Regions from separate parts of the Macaca mulatta genome. Here region 1 is linked to region 2. The links are chromatin contacts, called in public Hi-C maps. All regions are on one chromosome and are shown on one strand. The core of a region is the stretch at or near the end of the contact, and the rest is flanking DNA. Distances in the headings are between cores, read along the strand shown. Region 1 holds the start of SON (SON DNA and RNA binding protein). Region 2 holds the start of DONSON (DNA replication fork stabilization factor DONSON).

What was found. A called contact is a pair of places that touch in the nucleus more often than the background predicts.
Region 1: a contact with region 2 is called in a Hi-C map of fetal cortex germinal zone, with 2.0 times the contacts expected there. The contact joins the promoter of SON here to the promoter of DONSON in region 2. A contact is called at or near these places in 2 of 14 Hi-C or Micro-C datasets (fetal cortex germinal zone and fetal cortical plate).

The regions. Positions count from the first base shown.
Region 1 is chr3:13,840,673-13,847,285 of T2T-MMU8v2.0, reverse strand. It overlaps SON (SON DNA and RNA binding protein), which reads left to right and starts at 4,539. Exons shown (of 14, transcript XR_013414932.1): 1 at 4,539-4,670. It overlaps GART (phosphoribosylglycinamide formyltransferase, phosphoribosylglycinamide synthetase, phosphoribosylaminoimidazole synthetase), which reads right to left and starts at 5,032. Exons shown (of 22, transcript XM_015132982.3): 1 at 4,913-5,032; 2 at 685-870. The coding sequence starts at 829.
Region 2 is chr3:13,795,281-13,801,631 of T2T-MMU8v2.0, reverse strand. It overlaps DONSON (DNA replication fork stabilization factor DONSON), which reads right to left and starts at 4,595. Exons shown (of 11, transcript XM_015132987.3): 1 at 2,978-4,595; 2 at 2,208-2,288; 3 at 637-840. The coding sequence starts at 3,292. It overlaps CRYZL1 (crystallin zeta like 1), which reads right to left. Exons shown (of 13, transcript XM_077995803.1): 12 at 5,823-5,872; 13 at 4,017-4,595. The coding sequence ends at 4,581.

The DNA.
Region 1 (6,613 bases), core at 3,290-5,789, 46 kb before region 2:
AAAGCGCTGGGATTATAGGTGTGAGCCACTGCACGTGGCCAGAAAGTTGTATTTACTAGCAATACTAAACTTTTCATTTACAAAAATACACATCAAAAATGCCTTTAATCTGTATTAGGCACTTATTACTTTTCCAATGGATGTGTTTTATCAGGTTTACAACAGTTTAAGATAAGGAAATGCCATATTCTGAACAATAGGTTACCTTAAGTTTATAACATAGGACAAGCATTCAAATTACCAAATAAATTTTAAGGTCAAGGAAAGCACTCAACCCTGAAGAGCAATCTATATTTTATTTTATTTTATTTTTTGAGACAGAGTCTTGCTCTGTCGCCCAGGCTGGAGTGCAGTGGCGTGATCTCGGCTTACTGCAAGCTCCGCCCCATGGGTTCACACCATTCTCCTGCCTCAGCCTCCCGAGTAGCTGGGACTACAGGTGCCGCCACCATGCCCAGCTAATTTTTTGTACTTTTAGTAAAGACGGGGTTTCACCGTATTAGCCAGGATGGTCTGGATCTCCTGACCTCATGATCCACCAGTCTTGGCCTCCCAAAGTGCTGGGATTACAGGCATGGCCACTGTGCCTGGCCTATCTTTATTATCATAAAGCACAGATACGGTTGACAGCATACCATTAATAACAAATCATAACAATTACTCCCCACTTTAAAACATGATTACCGTTATTTGAAATCTTTTCAGAGCAGGCAGTGCCTGCGTTTCCTGGGGCAACCAACACTTGTTTGACATGATGAGACTGTGCAAGTTTCCAGGCCAGCGTATGTTCCCTTCCTCCACTGCCAATTATAAGTACTCGGGCTGCCATTGCTCTGTCTGTAAAGCAGAAATTCCAAAGGAAAATGAAACCTGCAGAAAGAAAACCACAATTGGTATCTTAGGATGCACATTTTAGAAACCCAGGGATGGGCATGGGGGCTCATGCCTGTAACCCCAGCACTTTGGGAGGCCGAGGCGGGTGGATCATTGAGGTCAGGAGTTTGAGACCAGCCTTGGCCAACATGGCAGAGCCTCATCTCTACTAAAATATAAAAATTAGCCAGGCATGGTGGCGGGTGCCTGTAAATCCCAGCTACTCAGGAGGCCAAGGCAGGAGAATTGCTTGAACCTAGGAGGCAGAAATCGCAGTGAACCAGGATCACGCCACTACACTCCAGCCTGGGCAACGTAGCAAGACTCCATCTCAACAAAAAAAAAAAAAAAAAAAAAAAAAAAGAAATCCAGATTTGTAAATATAATTTAAGTAATCATTTGTACTCATACAAATTACATTTTCATCCAATGATTCATTTTTGAAAAACTGGGATTGATAATTTGAGAAATATGACTGTGGTCACAAGGGTAAGGGAGGTATTTCAAAAAGAAGGCAGGCTGGCCTAGAGAGCTAGGTTAAGGAGTCAAATGATGACTCTCAGCTCCTTATGTGATAATCTCCCTTCTCTGGGCTTCACTTCAAAAAGATTTAATAATCATCATGCCTTACTTATGAAATGAATCTTCATGTTTTAGACTCAAAATGTATTACAAAATATCAATTTTTAAACCTTGAAATCTTAACGATAATCAGATTATCATAAATTGAAGGATATACTGAAAACGGGTAAGCAACTTTACACAAAAAGGGCCACATGGTTCTGTCAAACTACCCGACTCAGCCACCTTAGCAGGAAAGCAACCAAATATAATACATAAATGAATCAATGTACCAATGTCCAGGAAAACTTAATTGACCCATAAACAGGCAGTGGGTCAGAGGTCACTGTTGCCTATCAGTACTTTAAGTAGTAGGAAACCATCAAAGGTTTGTAACAAATAAGCATGACTCGCTTTCAATACAACTTTATGTACGGATACTATAATTTGAATTTCATAAAATTTTCACATGTCACAAAAACCTCATTTCCTGTTCTTTTTCTCAATCATTCATATCTGGTGAGCTGTACAAAAGCAGGCAGCAGCAGGATTTGGTATGTGGGCCATAGTTTGCTGATTCCTAATTCAAATAGTGCAATATGCTAGAAAATTGAGAGAGAAGGCAAAAATCAAATTACAACTCATTTCGCTTTAGTTCTGGCACCTGAGACTTAGAAGGATGGATACAACAGCAGTGTAACCTAGGAGATTAACTGAAATGGTATTTATAAATAAGCACAATCTAGCACTCAGCAGTAGTAAATGTTAACTTGTTACATTTACTTACCACAAGGCAAACTGGTAACAGAAAAAGAAAATTGAAAACTTCTTTTGATGATGTTGGGATTACATATATTAAGAAAAATGTAAGCTGACAATATATACAACTAACATTTTTTGAGCACTTACCTTGGGCAGGGTAAAATGCTTGTCATGAAAGAATCCTATGAAGGATATACTATGACTATCACCAATTTGCAGGTAAGACAAGGAGGCCCAGATAGGTAAATAACTTGCTGGAGGTCACACAGGTAAGAGGGGGTAGAGCCTAACAGAAACAATTTTGCTTTAGATTCTCTCAAGTGAAACGATGATCATTAAAAATTTGAGAAAGGAAAAAAAACCCTGTTAAATTACAGTCTCGGAAGGAAAAGCTATTTTAGTGTAATGGGAAAACACATTTTACTTGCCATGCGTATCTGAAATAAACAGTTTTTTGGTTTTTTTTTTTAGACAGAGTCTCGCTCTGTCGACCAGGCTGCCGGGCAGTGGCGTGATCTCGGCTCACTGCAACCTCAGCCTCCCGAGTTCAAGCGATTCTCCTGCCTCATAGCCTCCCAAGTAGCTGAGATTACAGGAGTGCGCCGCCACGCCTGGCCAATTTTTGTATTTTTAGTAGCGACGGGGTTTCACTATGTTGGCCAGGCTGGTCTCAAACTCCTAACCTCCAGTGGTCAATCCATCTTGGCCTCTCAAAGTGCTGGGATTATATCACGTATGGCCAGAAACAAACAGATGTTTAAATCTAGAGCAAATGTTACATCTTTAGTTTGAATATACTAGTAGAGTGGGAAAATTCTCCTGTTTAGTGAAAACAGCGTTACGACCCAGTAGTGAGGACGCCTGGGCTCCAGAGTCACACACAGCGCCTTGGCCTGGGTAGAGACCCTGCCCCACACTAGCAGGGAGACTCTGGGGGACTTCACTAACCTTGGGCCTCATTCATCAGAATGGGTAACATAAGGAGAATAAGACAGGCAAATAAAGCCACATCGGAGGATACGGAGAATAAAGCAGAAACCAATTACAAAATTAACCAAGTAATCTGTTAGAGACAACGGGTGCATAAAGAGAAAATCTGACAAAGTACACCAATTTAGGGTTATGTTCTAAAAACGCATAAAGACACAAAAAGGCCTTGACATCTTAGAAAACAGGAAGAGTAAAAGAGCAAACAGAAACTTCGCCTAACAGTAACAAGTGAAAAGCACATGGTCAACCCCCACCCACCGCATTTACAAACACCACGAAAATTTCTACAAACCAGTTTCTACGGTTTCACTCAGTTCCCGATCTTAAATCCCCAAACCAAAGCCTAAGCGCGCTCTGTGTAAAAGCTGAGGGGGCTTTACGCACCAACACCAGGCTGCCACCTGGCTCCCGCGCACCCGCTCGCCGGAAGTGGGCCCACTGGGACCGGCGCGGGACCAGCGCGGGACCAGCTCGGCACCGCCCCTCACCGCCCCGCCCCGCGGCGGCTTCCCTGCCCCATTGGTCCGCGCGGCCCTAGGTCTCCGCGGCGAGAATCTAGTGATTCCCTCCCGCCCTGGGCGCGGCCTGACTGCTCCCCAGCCAAGACACCCAAGCTCTAGCACGTTCATAATGTGACAGTGGTATGGGGTGCCACGCAGTGTTTCCAGGAGCTCCGAGGGGGAGCGCCAAAATGCTAAACCCATTCTTAGCCAATTGTGCACCGCTCACGAGTCAGAGCTGACCAGCTACCGCGGAAAAATCTCGTGACACGCCTGACTCCTGATGAGAGTAAAATAAACCAGGCTTTGAATGCCGGTCACTTAGGACATCCGGCCTAAAATAAGGCTGGTTATACGACGCACTGGGGGAGACACAGGGCTACAGCGAGTTCTTCCTTCGCATCCCAGCGGGGGCGGGGGCTGAAAGATTTTCTCCCGGATGCATATCCCTGTCGAAACTGAACTTGGCGCCACCTGCGAGCGCCTGGAAGCCCTATGTTAAACACTGGGTTGCCCTTCTTGCTCCTCTTCCTCCTGGCCTTTAATCTCAGGCGCTTAGCAAGCCTCCTAAGGCTTCCAAACACTGCTGGGTACTGACAACTTAGGCGGACACAGTCGCCTCAAGAGAGACGACTCCTGTAATGGCGCCTGCGTCAGACACTAACATGGCGGACATAGTCGTGCGCGGCGCAAACGTCAGCACCTCTACCCCAGCCGCTCAGAAACAGCGGAGGAGAGCAGGGCCGTGCTCACTGATTGGTCCCTCGGTGGAGCGGGCCGGACCGGGCGTTCCCTTTGGAGCCAATCAGAAAGGCGAGAGACCGAATTGGCCGCTGCGCCTCCTCCCGAGGCATGCTGGGAGCCTGGAGGACTAGCGAGGAGGAGTTGAGAGAACGGAGCGGACGCCATGGCGACCAACATCGAGCAGATTTTTAGGTCTTTCGTGGTCAGCAAATTCCGGGAAATTCAACAGGAGCTTTCCAGGTAAACGCCTCCCAGATTCTTCTGCTCCCAGCGGACCGTTAGGGCCTCACCAAGCCTTCTTTGGCATCTTTCTTCGGAGACGCCGTCGTTCCTCGGCTCAGGCCCCGCCTGGGCCTGGGATCCATTTTCCGGGCCCCCCCCAACCGCCCCCCCAGCCGCTCCCTTCCTTTCCCCTCGAGGAACTTCGCCTTTTCCGAGGTAACCCCAGACTCCCTGTTTTAGAACCGAGTTAAGATGCTCACCCTTCTCCCCTGTTTGGTTCCCCCCTGCCGTTTAGCTACTCGTAGGCCCGGTTGTCCGCCAGGGACAGGCCTAGTTCCTTCCTCAGCTCCTCCTCCGCCGCCGCGTGTCCCCTCCCCCTCTCCGCCTCCGCGGATTTTGCCGGCCGGTGCCTATGACCGGAAAGGGTCTCTAACGGCCGTTTCTTGAGTAATCTTAAATCCTCTTTATTATTGCGAGCTTCAGAGCGCTTGGGGGTCTGGATCTATTAATAAGATTATTCGGAGCCTAGTGTCCTGTAGTGTCTCTCAGCCGTTCTAATAGTTAAATGTTTCAATTAAAACTAACTCAAACTAATATTTGCTACTTTGTTAAAATACTCGAGATGACGTTGGAAGGGGACTTTGAAATGGTAGTGATTAATTACAGCAAGTGAAAGTGGACTTTGTGTGTAGGTCTGTTATTTTCTTGCTACCCCTGCCCCAGTTGACACGCTATTTTTGTCGTTGCTGGTAGACTTTACATAATTTGCGCTTGGCTTCACAAAATTTGAAGGCGAAGAGGTTGTTAAAGAAATGGTTGTTTAGTCAGGAAAATAGTGTATCATGTTCAGCGGTTGTCTTTCGGTATTAGCTTTGTGTAAGATACTCAGTTCTTTAAAGTACAGAGGTAGGAAAGAGATCTTGAAACGTAAATGTTCCGAGTTCGAATGTTTTTAATTGTATTTTAAAAGTTGAGTGCAAGAGCAGTACGTGAATTTGAAAATGGGCCGAAAACCAGTTGTAAGTGCCCAAAGTAATACAGGATTATTAGGGCAATGATGTATTATTGCTAGAATCATCACTTTTGCAGAATGTTTTGCTTTTTAAGTGGAAATAGATCCACTCACATTGCTTTTTAAATATCTGTGATATTGCTAGTAGTGTTTTAGGATGAGAAGAGACCCGAGCTTAGAGAATATAATTTTCCTGACAAATCTTGCTGGATGCTTTAAGTAGTTGTTTGCTTAGTTTAACAAGCTGTGTTTTTGTAGCTTTTAAAAGCTAGTCTTTCCTTTAGAAAATGAGTGTTTTATTATAGAGAATTTAGAAGAAATGAAAAAGAAAAGAAAAAACTCACATTATTGATATTCTTATGTCATTTCCCCCCCCCATGTATTGTGTGATATGTGATCATCTTGTATTGATCATTTTTCCAGCTAATACGTTGTTAACAAGTTTGTCCCTCCCATTCTGTCTTTTGGACTTATTCATGGCTGCATAGAATCCTGTTGTAGGAATATATTGTTGCATATTTAGGTGGTTTGAAATTTTCATTGCTTTTCAGTAAATGCAGTTAACAGTTGGTAGCTTTAAGATGAAATCATTACTTCCTTGTAGATTAACTTTTAAAACCATAATTACTTTTCTGATTTTCAGATTTGTCATAATTATGTATAAGTGCTTAGGAAAATTGTAAAATAAAGTGCTACAGAAAAGAATATCTAAAAATAATAGTAGACGAAGCACTTTATTACTAGAGGAATATGCAGTTTCTCTTCAAGCAACACACAATGCATTATCAGTCTGCAAACAAGTTTTTGATTATTTGCCATTTCAGTGAGCTATTTTTTTTCTCATCTGCTTTTATGTAAATTAGAGTATTGAGGCTGACAGATAGTTAAAACATGTTATCGAACTTCTGTTATAGATGGTGTGTAAGAATATGGCCTCTGGTTTGAGTAC
Region 2 (6,351 bases), core at 3,346-5,845:
CCTCCCAAGTCGCTGGGACTATAGGCACCCACCACCATGCTCAGCTATTTTTTTTTTTTTGTAGAGACGGGGTCTCACTACATTGCTCAGGCTGGTCTCAAGCAATCCTCCCACCTCAGCCTCCCAAAGTGCTGAGATTACAGGCATGGGCTATTGTGCCCAGCCTCCCAGTTTTGAGTTGATGCTTTAAAACAATCAAAATGTATTTCGCTAAAACTATTCTAGAACTCACAAACTCCCCCAAATTTATAAAATTTTCCTTATACAGGTAAGAAAATCGGTAAATCCATCAGTCCTTGCAATCCCACTCAATTGCTTTTCACTTCTTTCTTTGTATTTTCTTTCTCAAAAAGCCTTAGAGAAAAATAATTTAACAATTCTTGCCTGCAACACTGATTAATTTGCAGTACAAGTCTCTAAATTTATGAGCAATTACTCAATCTGACTTAAAAAAAAAAAAAGGGTATGAAAGCACCATAAGCACCATTTGGGAAAGACAAAATTTCCTAAGTCTTTGTATCTTTAAATTTCCAAAGAAAAACTTAATGGAAGGTAGTATCTCTGCTATTTTGCAAAGGAGATCATTTCACACTTAATTTGTTACTTTAACACATAACTATTTTATTTCAGAGTTACCTGTATACTTTTAGGCAAAGTAACTTCTGTTGCCCTACAATGCTGGACAAGACCTTGAGCTTCTTCCTGTGCTTTCAAATGATCTGCCCAGGTAAAGGGTTGAGAAGAGGTGAAAAGGAGTCGGGTTTTAATACTCCAGTCCACAGGTAACTCAGTATTTTCTGAGGACGGAATATCAGACTCGGAGAACGATACATGTGAAGTCTTTAGAAAACAAAGAATGCAAAAAATTAGTCGAGTATTAAGAAAAACACCTTCAACCTAAAGATTTTATCAGCTAACATACTCATGATCACTGAAAAGTAAAAATCATATAAACTGTATAATAAATAACACGAAAAATATATTACATACTGTAAAAAAAAAAGTCTGAAAGGAGTCACACTAAACTTTTAACCGTGGTTATTTGTGGGAAGAGGGAATTTGTTGTTGTTGGGGGTAGGGGTTGTGGACGGGCAGATTTCACTTTTTAGTTTTTACTATTCTTCATGGTAGTATAGATGTCTGTATTGAAGTAGAAATATTCCAAGTCTTTAAACATTTTGGATCTTTTAAGCCTCTGAAACTCTGCATCCAGGGCTAACAAAGCCCATATTTAAGAAACATTTTCTGACTTCATGTATTTCCCCTCAATCTGTCTGCTGTCCTTTCATGTCAACATTCTCCACGATACAAGAATTTTTTTTTTTTTTTTTTTAATTGAGACAGAGTCTCCCTCTGTCGCCTAGGCTGGAGTGAAGTGGTGTGATCTCGGCTCAGTGCCAACCTCTACCGCCTGGGTTCAACCGACTATCATGCCTCGGCCTCCCCAGTAGCTGGGACTACAGGCATGCGCCACGACGCCTGGCTAGTTTTTTTGTATTTTCAGTCGAGGCGGGGTTTCGCCATGTTGGCCAGGCTGTTCTCAAACTCCTGACCTCAGGTGATCCGCCTGCCTCAGCCTCTCAAAGATTACAGGCATGAACCACCATGCCCGGCCAAGGATTCTTTTATATCACAATAAAATATCAGAGAAGGGGGAACTATCTTTGATAGACCATAAGAAGGTCACTTATTTACAAGAGAAACTGGGTCTTGGAGAACTCTTCTAGCCTGTTCCCATTAGGACAAACCGCATTTATCAAACTACACAGCACAACAGTAGCAGTTGGGGAATGGAAACGTGTGTATGTTAGCGCAGGTGAGCAACGAGGTTCAGTGCTATGCAACAACCTGTGGAGGTGGGCCAGGAGGGCTGGCTCTGAGTGATGAGCTGGAGAAGTCAACTGCCCAAAGAAGAGTATTAAAAACTGTTAGAGGGTAAAAGACAACCCCCATGTCTATTAGGCCTATTTTAGCACTGGCTATCTTTACAGTCATCATTACTGTATCAAACCAACTCCTTTACCTTGGCTGATGTCGTATCTTCACCCCTGGTATTTTCACCCCTGATCAAGCCTCTCTGTAAAACTACTTTCCAAGCAAAATGCTTCTGAGAAGTATAAATGTAGTTTTAAAAATTGGCTCAAATCCTAGCTAGGAAAAAAAAGTTTATACAAATACACATTCTAATGATATTTAAAAAGTATTACCTGGGGTAATTCAGTAACAGTTGTTCTTTCAGGGAACTTCTCTTCCCATAGCAAATCATTTTCTTGATTAGAATCTAAAAACTGAGGTTAAAAATATTGTCCTTTAAATTTTAAAGGATGCTGAAGTTTGCATTAAGTATGTACAGAGCCTCACCTGGCATACACGCTTCTCAATAAATCCAAGTGCACCCAAATTCAGACACACCCCATCCAATCTATGAGTTTCAACACTTCAGTTTTGTGCCTGAACTTTAGTATCAAAATTGAGGGGAACAAGGACCGGTGTTTCCAACAGAAAGATCCAAAAGGCTTTGGATAGGACAAATGCTAGGGAATTCTGACCCCACGAATCCTCAACATTCCCCCATCCCCACAATAATTTGGAGTGCGTGAGAGACGGGAGGCCCTGAATCACGGGGGAAGCAGGGTTTGTCACCTGCCCCATCGAACAGCATCCTTGCAAGATGGGGGTCTCAGGGTTTTTCGAGCTCTCTTCTAAGTCACCTTTAAGTCCTCCAAGGGGCCCCTCACTTTCCTCGGGAACGCGTCCCGTGAGTACAGCCCGCAGCGGGACAGCCGGAGGCGCGCTCTTCCCGCAAATCCGGCCTTGCCAGAGCCGCGGCTCCCAGCGCGGAGCACCCTAAAGCCACTGGCGGCCGAAGTCTTCGCGCCCATTTCCTTGCCTCCAACGCGAGGACTTTCCACCCCCGATTCACAGCTGGCTCAACCCATGACAGAGCCCCTTGGCGGCCAGGCTACAAGACACTCACCGGGCCCGGCGCCTCCGGCTGCTCGCGGGCCGGCCCGTCGGGGGGCTCCGCGGCGACCCGCGGTCGGTTGTCCAGGCGGGCGAAAGGGTTCCTCCGGGCAGGGGCCGGGCCGCCGCCACCGCCTCTGCCCCCCGCGGCAGGGAAAGGGCGAAGGTGCAGCCCCGCCGCCAGGGCGGCTCGGCGGGCCGCCGGCTCCGGCAGCTCACGGGGCGGGGAGGCGGCAGCTCCACGGCTCCGGGCCCTCTTCCGTCGGAGCCGCACTACCTCGGGCGGCTTTCGGAAGCTGGGTGAGTAGCAGGGAACCGATAGGGCCATGACGCGAGAAGGCTGAGGACTGCCGGCCGCTCCGCAGAGCCTTCCCGCGCTCGCCGGGCCCGCCCCCGACGTGGCGCCGCGCCTCGCTCCAGTCCCCGACGCGGCCCCGCCCCGCCCCGCCCCGCCCCGCCCCGCCCCCGCCGGTTCCTAGCGGAGCATGCGCAGCTGGCAGCCCGCGAGACCCAGCCCACGGCCGCGATCCCCGGAGGCCGTCAACTCCCACTGTCCTAGCGGTGACCCTGCCCTGGCGCTTCTGCCGGGTCCTCGACAGGAGTCCAATCGCCAGGTTCAGCGACGCTTCTGGAAAGCGTGCGATCCAGGGCGCTGATGTGCACTACCCTGTGGGGCACCGAAATAGCTGAACGCTATTTAAGCCCGCAGCAGGGATGTGATCAGCCCAGGGTTTGGCGCCTGGATGAAAAGGAAACAAACTTGAGCTGCGGCCATGGGCTGCTGCTTCCACAAACTTGAGAGAGGGCAGTGGCTGCTGCTCTCAATAGGCAAGGAGAGGGGACTAGGCCACCTTCCTCAACCCCCAAATAGAGAACTCAGATAAGACGTCAGCACGCTTCCTATGCCAGCGCAGCCTCCCGACAACCTCCCTTCCCCCTTCCCAGTGCCTGGTCATCTCAGCCTTCCAGGCAGCGGCCACTGGCAAGTTAATGAGATCCTCTTCTTTGATCCTGGGGAAAGCCGGAGTGAATGAATAGTTGAAAACACAAAATTTAAGTGCCTATGGGCTAGGTCCTTTAAGACTTCAAAATATACTCAAATGCTTAAATGATGACAGCAAAGACTTAAGGAAGGTGTTGAGAACGGAGTTGACAGAAAATTAATACGTTACTTTGATAGCTTAGCAAAGGCCTGCAACAGCTTTATCAATAGAGTAGTGTGGCTTTTGCTGAAAGCAGTTTTCTTCATGGAAGGAATTTTATAGCAGGGGCAAAATATATAGAAATAATGAAAAGGCCTTTAGAAAATTCCCTTAAGATGTTAATTATAGAATTATCTTGATCATTTGCACAAGAATTTTTCAAACACTTTTCAAATGTGTCAACTGAGCATCTTGTCTTAGCAGGGAAACGTGCTTAAAAATACAACTTGCTTTTCTCTTCCTTGGTTTTTCTCAACAATTTCCAAATAAAATTTTGGCTTCAAATACTGGAATACGTTCATCCGATTGAAGTCTGAGAAAGAAGAAAATTAAAATTGAACAACTTGCTTTTTTCTTCCTTGATGTTTCTGAACAGCTTCCATGGAAACTTTTGCCTCATACAGTGGAATGGGTTCATCCAACTGAGGTCTGAGAAGGAATGAAATTAGAAATGTCAGGTCAAGTTAAAGTAGAACAAATGGGGTGGTATATGACAAATCCTAGTGCTCAAATCTATTACTTTATTAATTTTTTGAGGCAGACTCTGGCTCTGTTGCCCAGGCTGGAGTGCAGTGGCACGATCTCAGCTCACTGCAACCTCTGCCTCCCAGGTTCAAGCGATTCTCATACTTCAGCCTCCTGAGTAGCTGGGATTACAGGTATGCACCATCAAGCCTGGCTAATTTTTGTATTTTTAGTAGAGATGGGTTTCACCATGTTGGCCAGGCTGGTCTTGAACTCCTGGCCTCAAGTGATCCGCCTACCTCAGCCTCCCAAAGTGCTGGGATTACAGGCATGAGCCACTGCACCCAGCCTCAAATCTATTACTTTAAGTAATTCAAACAAATTTGTCCATTAGTGTTTCCAATGTTAAAAGTGGTTAAGTTTTGAAGGAAAAAAAATTATCTTCTTTATTTACTACCTCTTTTTTTTTGAGACGGAGTTTCTCTCGTTGCCCAGGCTGGAGTGCAAAGGTGAGATCTTGGCTCACTGCAACCTCCACCTCCCAGGTTCAAGCAATTCTCCTGTCCCAGCCTCCCCAGTAGCTGGAATTATGGGTGCTTGCCACCAGGCTCAGCTAATTTTTGTATTTTTAGTAGAGACAGCGTTTTGCCATGTTGGCCAGGCTGGTCTCGAACTCCTGACCTCAGGTGATCCACCCGCTTCAGCCTCCCAAAGTGCTGAGATTACAGGGGTGAGCCACTGCGCCCGGCCTACTCCCTCTTTTATAAGTGATAAACATTCAACTTTAAACAAATATACCATGGTTTTCTCTCCTTCAAGCTATTGGTTATTTCAAGTTGCTTTGGGAGGGGTGATGAGGAAAAGCAAAGGGTGAGGTACACTATATAATGGAGTGAGGAAAACTCACAAGCCACTTCTATTTCTGGGAGTACCTACTGGTGTGCCACCAGATACACTTTGATAAATATTAAAGAGCAGCTATTTATCTAAATGAAATATAAGGTCAGTAAAAAAGTAATTACAGTTTCTGCCACTACTTTCAATGGCAAAAACCACAATTATGTTTGCACCAACCTAATAATAAAATATGGAGGCAACAGGCACATGGCGAGAGCTAAAACAAAAGTGGGACTGCCTGCCTTAGCTCCTTGAAAATAGAAAAACAACAATGATTTGGTTACTTTAGCGTACCTGAAAACACCAGTTGATAACTTCTCCATCACATCCTTTAAGATACGTAGCTGGAAGGATTGTTAAGGTGGCAATGTAAAGGAGAATTAAATAAAACCATTCAATAAACAGAGGATGCCAGGCAGATCACTTTCTCTTGTTTCAAGTTTTGTACTCTCAGAGATTCAACATGTTAAGTTAGAGAAATTCTGGAGGACGTCAAGTTTAGCTCCACAGCAGGGAAGTGATTTGAGAGTTGGTGGTGTAACAGAGCCTAAATTTCCAAGAACAAGTGACAAGAGCAGCAACTCAAGCCTGGTGCTTATCCTAAGTGCTCACCACTATTATCTCAATGGATGGGAATGAAATAGTGTCTAGTTTTCATTTCTATATTACATATGGCATTTTAAGTTAAAAACAATTTTAGCACTTACATATCTTAATTTAGATGTACATTTGTTGACCAGGCTGTTTGGTAATAGGCTCAAAATTTGTTTGCAGAAGCCAGTAAACTTTGTGTGTGTGTGATATACAGTCATTCCTCAGCATC